2 separate regions of the Mus musculus genome follow, and region 2 is linked to region 1. Evidence: chromatin contacts called from public promoter capture Hi-C data. All regions are on one chromosome and are shown on one strand. The core of a region is the stretch at or near the end of the contact, and the rest is flanking DNA. Distances in the headings are between cores, read along the strand shown. Region 1 holds the start of Tom1l1 (target of myb1-like 1 (chicken)). Region 2 has its middle 9.6 kb from the start of Gm35148.

Region 1 (4,517 bases), core at 890-3,389:
AGATCTGTGCCTTACTGGGCAGACACGGACGAGGTGAACAGCACATCACTAAGTCTATTCTCTTTTAACCCATGGTTACAGATGATGAAAGAGAAATTCAGAGAGAGTAAGGAGATTAACCTAGGTCACACATCAAGTATGATGGGGAACTTGCATTCAAATCAAGGGTATTTGCGATATTTATATTTTTAAAGTATGTATCGGGAGGGGTGTGAGGAAAAAAAAAAGGCAGAGCTAGCACAATTACAGAGCAAGATGGCTTCCGGCATCAAACTTACACCAGGCAGATTTACATACTCACACCCTTGACATTTCCTTCTCTAGATGACTTCATTAAGGACACAGGACCAGGGTCAGAAAACCGCTAACGCAGTGGGTCTCAACCCTCCTAATGCTCTGACTCTTTAGTACACTTCCTTATGTTATGGTGACCCCCAACCATAAAATTGTTTTCACTGCCTACTTCACAACTGCAATTTTGCTAGTTATAGATTGCAACGTAGATATCAGTGTTTTCCCACGGTTTTAGGGGATCCCTGTGAAAGGGTCATTGGAACCCCTTCCCCAAAGGGTCTCAACCCACAGGTTGAGAAACATTACTGTACTGTCTGCCTGCTTATTGGCATCTATGACAAAGATACCCATGTACGGTGCAAACCATAGTGTGTGGCTTTAATGGGGTTCTAAATGGACAAAGCTGGGCCATCTTGCTCGTGTCGCTAGGCACACATTGTTCTTCCATCTGGATACTTCTTTCTCTCAACATGCTCATTCCTAGAGAACTCTTATTCACACTTCAAAGGCTGTGGCCGAGTTCGTTTCTCCCTTTTTTAAAGTTTTGTTTGCAAACTACGTGGTATCTTTCAGTATTATAAGGGTATCTTAACAGTGGATGCTGCAGAATATGGCCATTCTCCTTATCACCAGGTAAGTTCCCTGGGGGATGGGACTATGCCTTCCCGAAGGCATCCAGCTAGTAGTTCTAAATGTTTTCAAAACTAAGGGATAATCGGACATTGCCGAAGTGCCTTTTGCCTGCGAAGCTTCAGCGAGGATCCATTTCTGCTCGGAACTCGTTCTAAGACATACTATTCAGCAAGGAGATGGGCAGTTACAGTGCTTTTCCTAGAGGGCAGCTCTCTTGCAGTATTGTAAAGATGTGGAAACTCAGGTTTAAGTTCAAAGGTGCGGCCCATCCCCGCAGCAGTTAGTTTAACTTACTTCCAATCTAAACTTTCTGAGACTGAGTCTTAGAACTACCAGGTTCATAGGATTTCATCACCCCACCAAGTTCCCAACAGTTTGCCTGTCATTAATACACCCTGGTGCCACACCCTGTCCCCAAGGGAGGGGGCAGGGTAAAGAAGGGAGCTGAGGTGGCAAAAAGCCAATTGTATGTAGTCAGTGACTTCTGCATCCACCTCTGTAATTCAGAACACAAACACAAGGGATAAGGAAGGACCAGGCTGGCTGGATTGGAGGGTGATGCGTGGTCTAAGAGCCTCAGTGACTGCAGACGGCCCCTCTCCCAATCTCCCTCTTTAAGCAAAAGGCCGGCTCACATCGCTTGGGCTGTGCGCTGGAGAAAATTGGTTTGGAGAAACCTGCCTCTCAGGGTGAGATCACGTCAATTAGCGTCTCAGATCTCTCTTTCTGGTCTGTAAAATGGGTATAACAATAAGGTGCTGAGAGTGGACGACGCACTTTATGAAGAACCTTCCCCGGGTCAAGAAGTTTCCACTTTCTCCTCCCAGCGGTCCCAATACTCCACGCAGTGCTGTGCTGCGGGCCACCTGCTTGCTCCACTCGCCCAGCATTTTGAACTTTGCATTTTTTTCGGAGAGGTTCTGGTATGAGTGAGCCAAACTCAGAAAGGTGGAAAGTGGCCGCAGGTGGCACGCAGGTGGCGTGGGAAAGCTGCGGGGGAGGGTAGCATTTCCTCCGACTTGGTCCAACTCGCCCCCCACCCTCCAATCGAGAATGGAGTGGAACCGGCAAAGCTCCCACGGTTCCCCAAGCCAGCCGGGATGTTACTCCCTGCGCCTCCTTACCTATGAGGTGACCCACAGAGGTAGCGTAAGGATCGCGGTGACTCTTCCCAAACGCCATGGTAGCTCCAGAGAGCCCTCCCAGGAAATCCGCCTCCACCGCCCTCCGACTCCACCCGCTCCGTGCCCGAGGCTCCTCCTCTCCGCTCCAGCGCTTGGCTGCCGCGGAGAGGCGCCAGGCAGCGAGCAGGGCGGGGACCCGGGGGACTTGGCGCACCTGCCGCGTGCTCCTGGCGCTTCCCGCACCTCGTGACTCTAGGTGGGCTGGGAGCCCGGGTGGAGTGATGTGACTCCGCACCCCGGGCCTGCGAACTCAGAGTCCAGCTCCAACATCTCCACCGCAGGGCTGAAGACCGCTCCCCTCTCTTTGGAGACTAGACAGTGTGGGATTAGTTGCTAACACAGACTCGAGGGTTATTGCTAAGGTTTATTCAGACAAGGACATAGACCTCTCAAGTCACACACCTCCAGAACAATGAGACTTCGCCTATCACCACTCCGGAGGTCCCTGAACCGATTTTTGCGCCCTACCCTTTAAATCTACGGAACTGGGAGGAGGATGGGCTGTCTAGGAGAGCCAAGACCTCCCTTGAGCCCGGGCTTTGTTTTTCACCCGTTTCCAAGAGGGACCACGAGGCGCCACCACACAAGCTTTTGGCTTCTAGCTCTATCTCCTAGGAACCCTGCTTTCCAGCCTTATGGTGAAAGGAGAGAGGGGCCTTTCCTGGGGCTCTGGCAGGAAATATGTTTGGTATGTAAATCCACATTAAGAAACCAAACCTCTCTGTTTCTATTTGAACCAAGATTTCTTTTTCCTTTTCCGCGGCACGGCTAACATCAGATACCCATGCTTCTGATCTGTAGGATGCCTCCTGAGACGATGGGCTACTCTGCTGGTAGATTTTGCTTCCTGTAGCTAACTGGGACTGAGCTTCACATTAATAGTGGGTTTATTCCCCCCACCCCGAAATGGTGACTAGAAAGAGCAGGAGGACCTGGCCTGACTCATGTTTTTGGTCTTCCATATTTTAGCATAGATGTCAAAACCAATTACATTATGCTCCAAGTGGCTATCATTTGTTGTATTGATCCGGAATCTTCCTCCACCTCCCCCTGTTTGTCCTCCTCCATGAGTGAGTTAACATCGGGATCCTACAATGTAAAATACGGCATTTTTGTTATGATGGTGTTTCTTATGATGAGGTCAGTCCTACCTGAAATAGGACATGCCTATCAGGCTCACTAGCTGTTTCATGTGGTGCGATCTCTCCACTGTGGCAGTCAAGTAGTCTTTACAGCTGATGTTGAAAACCTCTTTTGGCTCTCTCAGCAGCCTGATCTCTGTCTGTCCCTAGCAAATCATTTTGCCTTCATTGCCGTGTGTGATGGGGCAACATTAAGAAGAAAGTCAAAGGCTGGAGAGATGGCTTAGCAGTTAAGAGCACTGACTCCTCTTCCAAAGGTCCTGAGTTCAATTCCCAGCAACCACATGGTGGCTCCCAACCATCTGTAATGGTATCTGATGCCATCTTCTGGTGTGTCTGAAGACAGCTACAAGTGTACTCATATACATAAAATAAATAAATCTTTTTTAAAAGGAGGTGGAGAGGAGAAGGTCAAGTTCTGCCTAAGCTGAAGTGATGATGACTTTCTGTCAGGAAAGAGAAGTTGGATGGAACCCAGGATCCCCGTAGATCATTTATCCCTGCTTCTACCGAGAGGGTGGTTAGGCTTTTGGTTTTCCTCTGCCTGATTTCCTTACATGGCAAGATTGAGGGAGAGCAGGAAGAATAGTAGCAAGGAGTGTGTCCTGGGCACAGTGGCTGATGACTGATCTCTCTCAGCCACTGTCCTTCAGGATGTCGTGATGTCTGTAGCCATGTCTTTCTACGCTCTGTCACTTTCTCCATGATCCTGTTCTTCCACAGGCGTGATTATCAACCCAGTCAATGTCACTGCGGTCTGGGAGAAGGCTGTTAGAAGTCACAGCCAAGTTGAGGTCAGAAAAGAAAGATTCTTCTAAACACACAGTAAGGATTAAATATCGAACTAACACTGGGCTGGAGGCGTGGCTCAGTGATGAAAAGAACTGGCTGCTCTTCTAGAGGACCAGGGTTTGATTTCCAGCACCCACCTGGCAGCTGACAGCCATAGGCAACTCCAGTTCCAGGGAATATGACACTCTCTTCTGGCATACAGGAGCACTAGGTACACACATGGTGCACAGAAATGCAAGCAGGCAAACTACTTATCATATATAAAATAAAATAACGTTTAAATACATGAATAAATTGGTAGACACTAGGAAACCTTACACAGTTTCAGTTTTAAGAATTCTCCCTAAGCAACTTTAATACATGCTTATGTATAATATGTGTGTGTGTGTGAGTGTGTGTAGGTATGCACTGTGCCACACTCTCTGTGTGTCTCCTTGTCTCTGTCTCTCTGTTTCTTCTGTCTGTCTGTCTG
Region 2 (4,903 bases), core at 2,067-4,566, 3.1 Mb after region 1:
TGCACAAAATAGAACAAATCTTTTTCTAAAAATATTAATGCTAGGCAGATGGCTCAGTAAGTCAAGTGCTTGCTATATAAGCATGAGGTCCAGAGTTCAATTCCCCAACACCCACTTAAAAGTCAACACAGCGGCACACATCTGAAACTCAGACACTGGGGATTGGGAGGAAGGGCAGAGAGGCAAGAGGATTCCTGGAGCTCATTGGCCAGCCAGTTTCTCCAAGTGAGAGACCCTGTCAGAAAAACAAACAAACAAACTAAAAAGTAAGTGATAGAGAAAGATATCTAATATTGACCTTTGGCCTCCATAAGGCACAGTGTACATGTGCACGCTCAAACACACACACACACACACACACACACACACACACACACACACACACACACACACATTGCTTTTTAAGCCACAGGCCTGTAATCCTAACATTCAGGAAAAAGAGTCAGGAGGACAGGGAGTCTTTAAATATTCCCCAGTGGAGATGGAGCAGAGACTGAGGGAATAGCCAACCAGTAACTGACACAGCTTGAGACCCATCCTATAGACAAGCACTAATCCCTGACATTATTAGCGATACTCTGCTATGCTTACAAACAGGAACATGTTGTCCTCTGAGAGGCTCCACCCAGCAGCTGACTCAGGCAGATACAAACACCCACAGCCAATCAGTGGATGGAACTTGGGGGCACTTATGGGAGAATAGGAGGAAGGATTGCAGGCCCCAGAGGGGATAGGAACTCCACAGGAAGACCAACAAAGTCAACTAACCTAGACCCTTAGGCCTCTCAAAGTCTCCACCAACCAAGGAACATACACAGGCTGGACCTAGGCCTCCCCAATCTTATGTAGCAGATGTGCAGCTTGGCCTTCATATAGGTCCCAAGCAACTAGAGCAGAGATTATCCCCAAAGCTGTTGCCTGTATATGGAATATGTTCTACTAGCTGCGCTGCCTTTTCTGGCCACAGTGGGAGAGGAAGCACCTAGCCTCACAGAGACTTGAATGAAGTGCCAGGGTGGGGGCAATATCCAGGGAGGCCCCCATATGCTCAGAGGAGAAGGGGAGGGGAGGGGGGAAGGACTGTGGGATAGGGTGACCAGGAGGGGGGCAGTGATCAGGATGTAAAGTGAATAACTAAAAATATATGTAATTAAATTAAAAAAAAAAAAAACTCCCCAGTGATTCTAGTAGCCAACAGAATTAAGAATTGCTAGCCTGGGAACAAAGCTAGGGAAACAGACTCAGACAAGGCACCAAGATGTTTATCCCTCTTCCCTCCCTGAGAAGTCAGCTCTAGAGCAGAATGTGGGTCACTTAACTTCCCTGCTGCAGGCATCCAAAGCCCAAGTCCCAGGGACCTGCCTTGTGGGTATCAGGAGAGGGCAATGACAGGGGACATCACCTTGGGTGGCCACCTTTCCTTCATTTGTAGAAGCTTGACCTCTAGATACAAAGTCCATCGCATAACCCTGACTTTCCTGCTCTGACTCCCCCACAAAGAAGAGGAAGAAAGGATAACAAGGTTTAAGACTGATGGCATTTTCATCTTCTGTTTCTCTCTCCCTACTGTCTATCACTGCAGCAAAGCCGGGGTGGCCTCCAGGGATCGTCTCTTAGCTAAGCATCGTTACCAGCTCAGAGATGAGCTGTTCATGAAGGTATAGATGGGTAGTCGGATAAACAGGCTAATCGGTGGGCGGATGAACCGGTAACAAAGAATGCTGTAAGGAGAGAAGTGACAGGTACAGAGACTGGTTTCAACTGTGAGGTCAGCCCTTGAGCAAACACAGGCAGGAAGAAGAGCGTGGTTCCTGATAGCCTAGTGGGGTGTGCAGGGAAGAGTGTTCAAGCTGCCGGAAGACTGAGCATAGCAGTCACCTGCGTCCAAAAGGGCCAAGAGGATAATTATGAGCTTTAGTAATGAGAAATAGGAGAGGAAATAAAATGAAAAGAGGGACCTACGAGAAACCTCAGCACCTCCGCCGACTCCCGGGTTCAAGGTAAAGTTCAAACCAATCAGCAAAACTCTTTCAAGGAGCCCGGGGCTGCAACGAATCCTGCCCAGGTCACGGAGCCCCTGCTCTGCCTGCCCGAGGCAGAGCTGTTCATAACCCACCTCCTCTATATTGAGACTCCCCGTGGCTTGGGTCCTTACTTACGCTGGTAGTCTCTGAGACCAAAGCCCAGCTCCAAACTTTACCTTAATGACAGATGTTCTGTTATCCCAAGAAAGATCTCCAGCAACAGAATTCCAAGCAACACTGGGCCAGGGTGGCTCTTGCTGGAATCTGCCCACTCGAACCCCTACCATGTCCTTCCAGACCCACTTCAGTTATAGGCTGCCTGTCAGAGGTTTTCAGACAACTCCCACCTTCCTGACAAGTCTTTCTCCCTCTGTGTTGTGTGGTGTTGGGGCGTAGTCATAATAAAGAGAATCGCCTTCCCTGTGCCTCTCTTGTATGACTTTGGGGGGAGCTTCATCACCTCTCCGAGCCTCACTGACAAAATGAGAGAAATCGTAGTCCCACAGAGGAATCTCAGGGGATAAAGTGTGTTGTGATCCTAGCAAGGTGCCTGGCATACAACACAGCCCCACCTCCACCCCCCAAAGAGCCCAGTCTCTTTGCCGACTCCTCCCAGCCCAGATGGCTTACAACTAAATCCAGCGATGTGACAGTGGTCATTAAAACAAATGTGTCACTTGGTTCTCTAGCCAGGTGGCACATGACAGCCATTAATTTTTCTCATGAAAAATGACTCTGCTAATTGAAAAAACATCAAAAAGATTGAGGTTTACACAAATGTTCAGCTCTGTTTATTTTTTTTTCTAACTTACTTTTCAGCAGTCAGTAAGAGCTTAATGAGCTCTCATTTACGGCTTCCTTCCTATTTATAGATATCAGCCAGCGCCTGTGGCGTTCCAGACGTATGGATTGAGAGCATCCAGCCCGAGCTATGTGGTCGGCAGGGGAAAGTTACCATAACCAGGTGGCCTCCAGATGGGAATTGCCACATCTCAAAAATCTGGCACAGTACTCCCGTAGGACCTGGGTGGGGGCCAGTGCCAGTGCCGGTGCAGGTTGCCGGTGCTGGTGCCGTTGCCAAGGTGCCAGTGCCATGTGTCAGTTGGATTCTGTTGTCCTCCCCAGGGGGCAGATTCTTTGTGCTTGAAGTTTGGGGCTTTGGTTTTTTTGTTTGTTTTCCTTTGGTATGAGGCGAAAACAGGTAACACTCAGAGAGTAATTACCCAGTGAGTGAAGCATCATGCCAGCCCTCTCTCCAGATCAAAGTGGGGAGATGTAAAGAGAAGTTATGTGTGGGAAGAGGCTAAGAAGATGGTTCAGTCAGTAAAATGCTCCCCTTGCACTCGTGGTGATCTGAGGCCAGTCACCAGAACCAACATTAAAAAGGCCAGGGAGAGATGCCCCCCGTCCCCCCACACCCCCCCACCCCCGCCAACCCTAACCCCTACTTCTGGCAAGCAGCCAGGAGGGGTGGCCCCACCCCTCACCAGCTGCAGCACTAGGAAGTACAGACCCCAAACCTTGCCTGGGCAGCACAGTAGAGATGGCTGTGGTGATAGGAATGAGGGTGAGCTGGCCTCCAGAGTGTAAGGGCAGGAGAGCTGGCAGGCTAAACAGTTCAGCTACCATCCAGGCCCAGATCCAGGCTCTAAGTTGGCCCACCCCACCATCTACCCCATCTATGAACTGCTGGAGTGTGTGAAGGGGCCAGTCCTGCAGATCCAAAGTCACAGGATCTCCATGACACGGGGCAATAACAGGATACCTGGGAGGAGTCCTGGTGAGGACCCAGTATTGATGGTGCAGCAGAAGCCAGGGGTCTTAAACCAGACATTGCAATGAGACCATGACTCATTGCAAGGAGCATCTGCAAGTAAAGCTATTTGGGCAAAGAAGTTAAACAAGAAGAAAGGCTAAAGTCAGGAGAATGCTTAAATCCCATTTAAAAGAGGAAACGAAATACCATGGGAGGCAGATGGAGGAAGGGACCTGGGTGGTAGAAGGGAGGAAGAAGGAAATAGAGGACCCCGGTCAGATATGGGGAGAGACAGGAGAAAGGCCCAAAGGGCCAAAAGAATGAATGGAAATATGTAGCTTCCAGGGGTGTGAGGGATCTCTAGGAAATACCAGAGACCTGGGATGGGGGAGGCTCCCAGGACTCAATGTGGGTGACCTTTGCCAAAATGCCCAACAGGGGAGATATGAAGCCTGAAGAGACCACCTCTCATAGCCAGACAGGACCCTGAATGGAGGGATGGAGACACCAACCCACCTACAAAACTTTCGACCCAAAATTGCTCCTGTCTAAAACAATCGCAGGGATAAAAATGGAGCAGAGACTGAAGGAATGGCTGACCAGTGACCAGCCCAATTTGGGATCCATCCCATGGGCAAGCACCAATCCCTGACACTATTACTGATGCTATGTCGTGCTTGCAGACAGGAGCCTACCATGGCTGTCCTCTGAGAGACTCTACCTAGCAGCTGACTGAGACAGATGCAGATACTCACAGGTAAGCATTGCACTGAAGTCTGGAATGCCTATGGTAGACTCAGGGGAAGGATTATAGGAAGTGAATGGGATGGCAACCCCACAGGAAGACCAACAGTGTCAACTAACACAGACCCCTGGGAGTGCCAGGAGACTGAGCTACCAACCAAAGGGCATACACAGACCAGTCTGAGGCCCCTGGCACAAATGTATCAGAGGACTGCCTTGTCTGGCCTCAGTGGGAGAGGATGTGCCTAATCCTGTAGAGACTTGATATCCCAGAGTGGGAAGATAAGAGAGGAGGGTACTCTCTCAGAGAAGAAGGGAAGAACTCTGCAAGGGGGACCACAAGGGGGGGCAATATTTGGGATGTAATAAAATAATTAAC

What was found. Promoter capture Hi-C pulls out the DNA fragments that hold promoters and counts their contacts.
Region 2: a promoter capture Hi-C map of second pharyngeal arch cranial neural crest shows a contact between it and region 1. The contact joins the enhancer-like site here to the promoter of Tom1l1 in region 1. A contact is called at or near these places in 5 of 39 promoter capture datasets (cranial neural crest, frontonasal cranial neural crest, liver and 2 more) and 15 of 484 Hi-C or Micro-C datasets (B cells, the Ba/F3 cell line, the G1E-ER4 cell line and 11 more).

Annotation. Positions count from the first base shown.
Region 1 is chr11:90,685,462-90,689,978 of GRCm38.p6, forward strand. Tom1l1 (target of myb1-like 1 (chicken)) reads right to left here and starts at 2,140. Exons shown (of 16, transcript NM_001357543.1): 1 at 2,052-2,140. The coding sequence starts at 2,109.
Region 2 is chr11:93,815,530-93,820,432 of GRCm38.p6, forward strand. No RefSeq gene overlaps it. Among named protein-coding and RNA genes, the nearest start is that of Gm35148, 9.6 kb to the left of the region's middle. Within about 2 kb of position 3,317, at least 14 of the 459 cell types and tissues checked have an H3K27ac peak or open chromatin away from gene starts, as enhancers often do. A contact at or near this core is called in cerebellum, cortical neurons and second pharyngeal arch cranial neural crest, where this site is marked.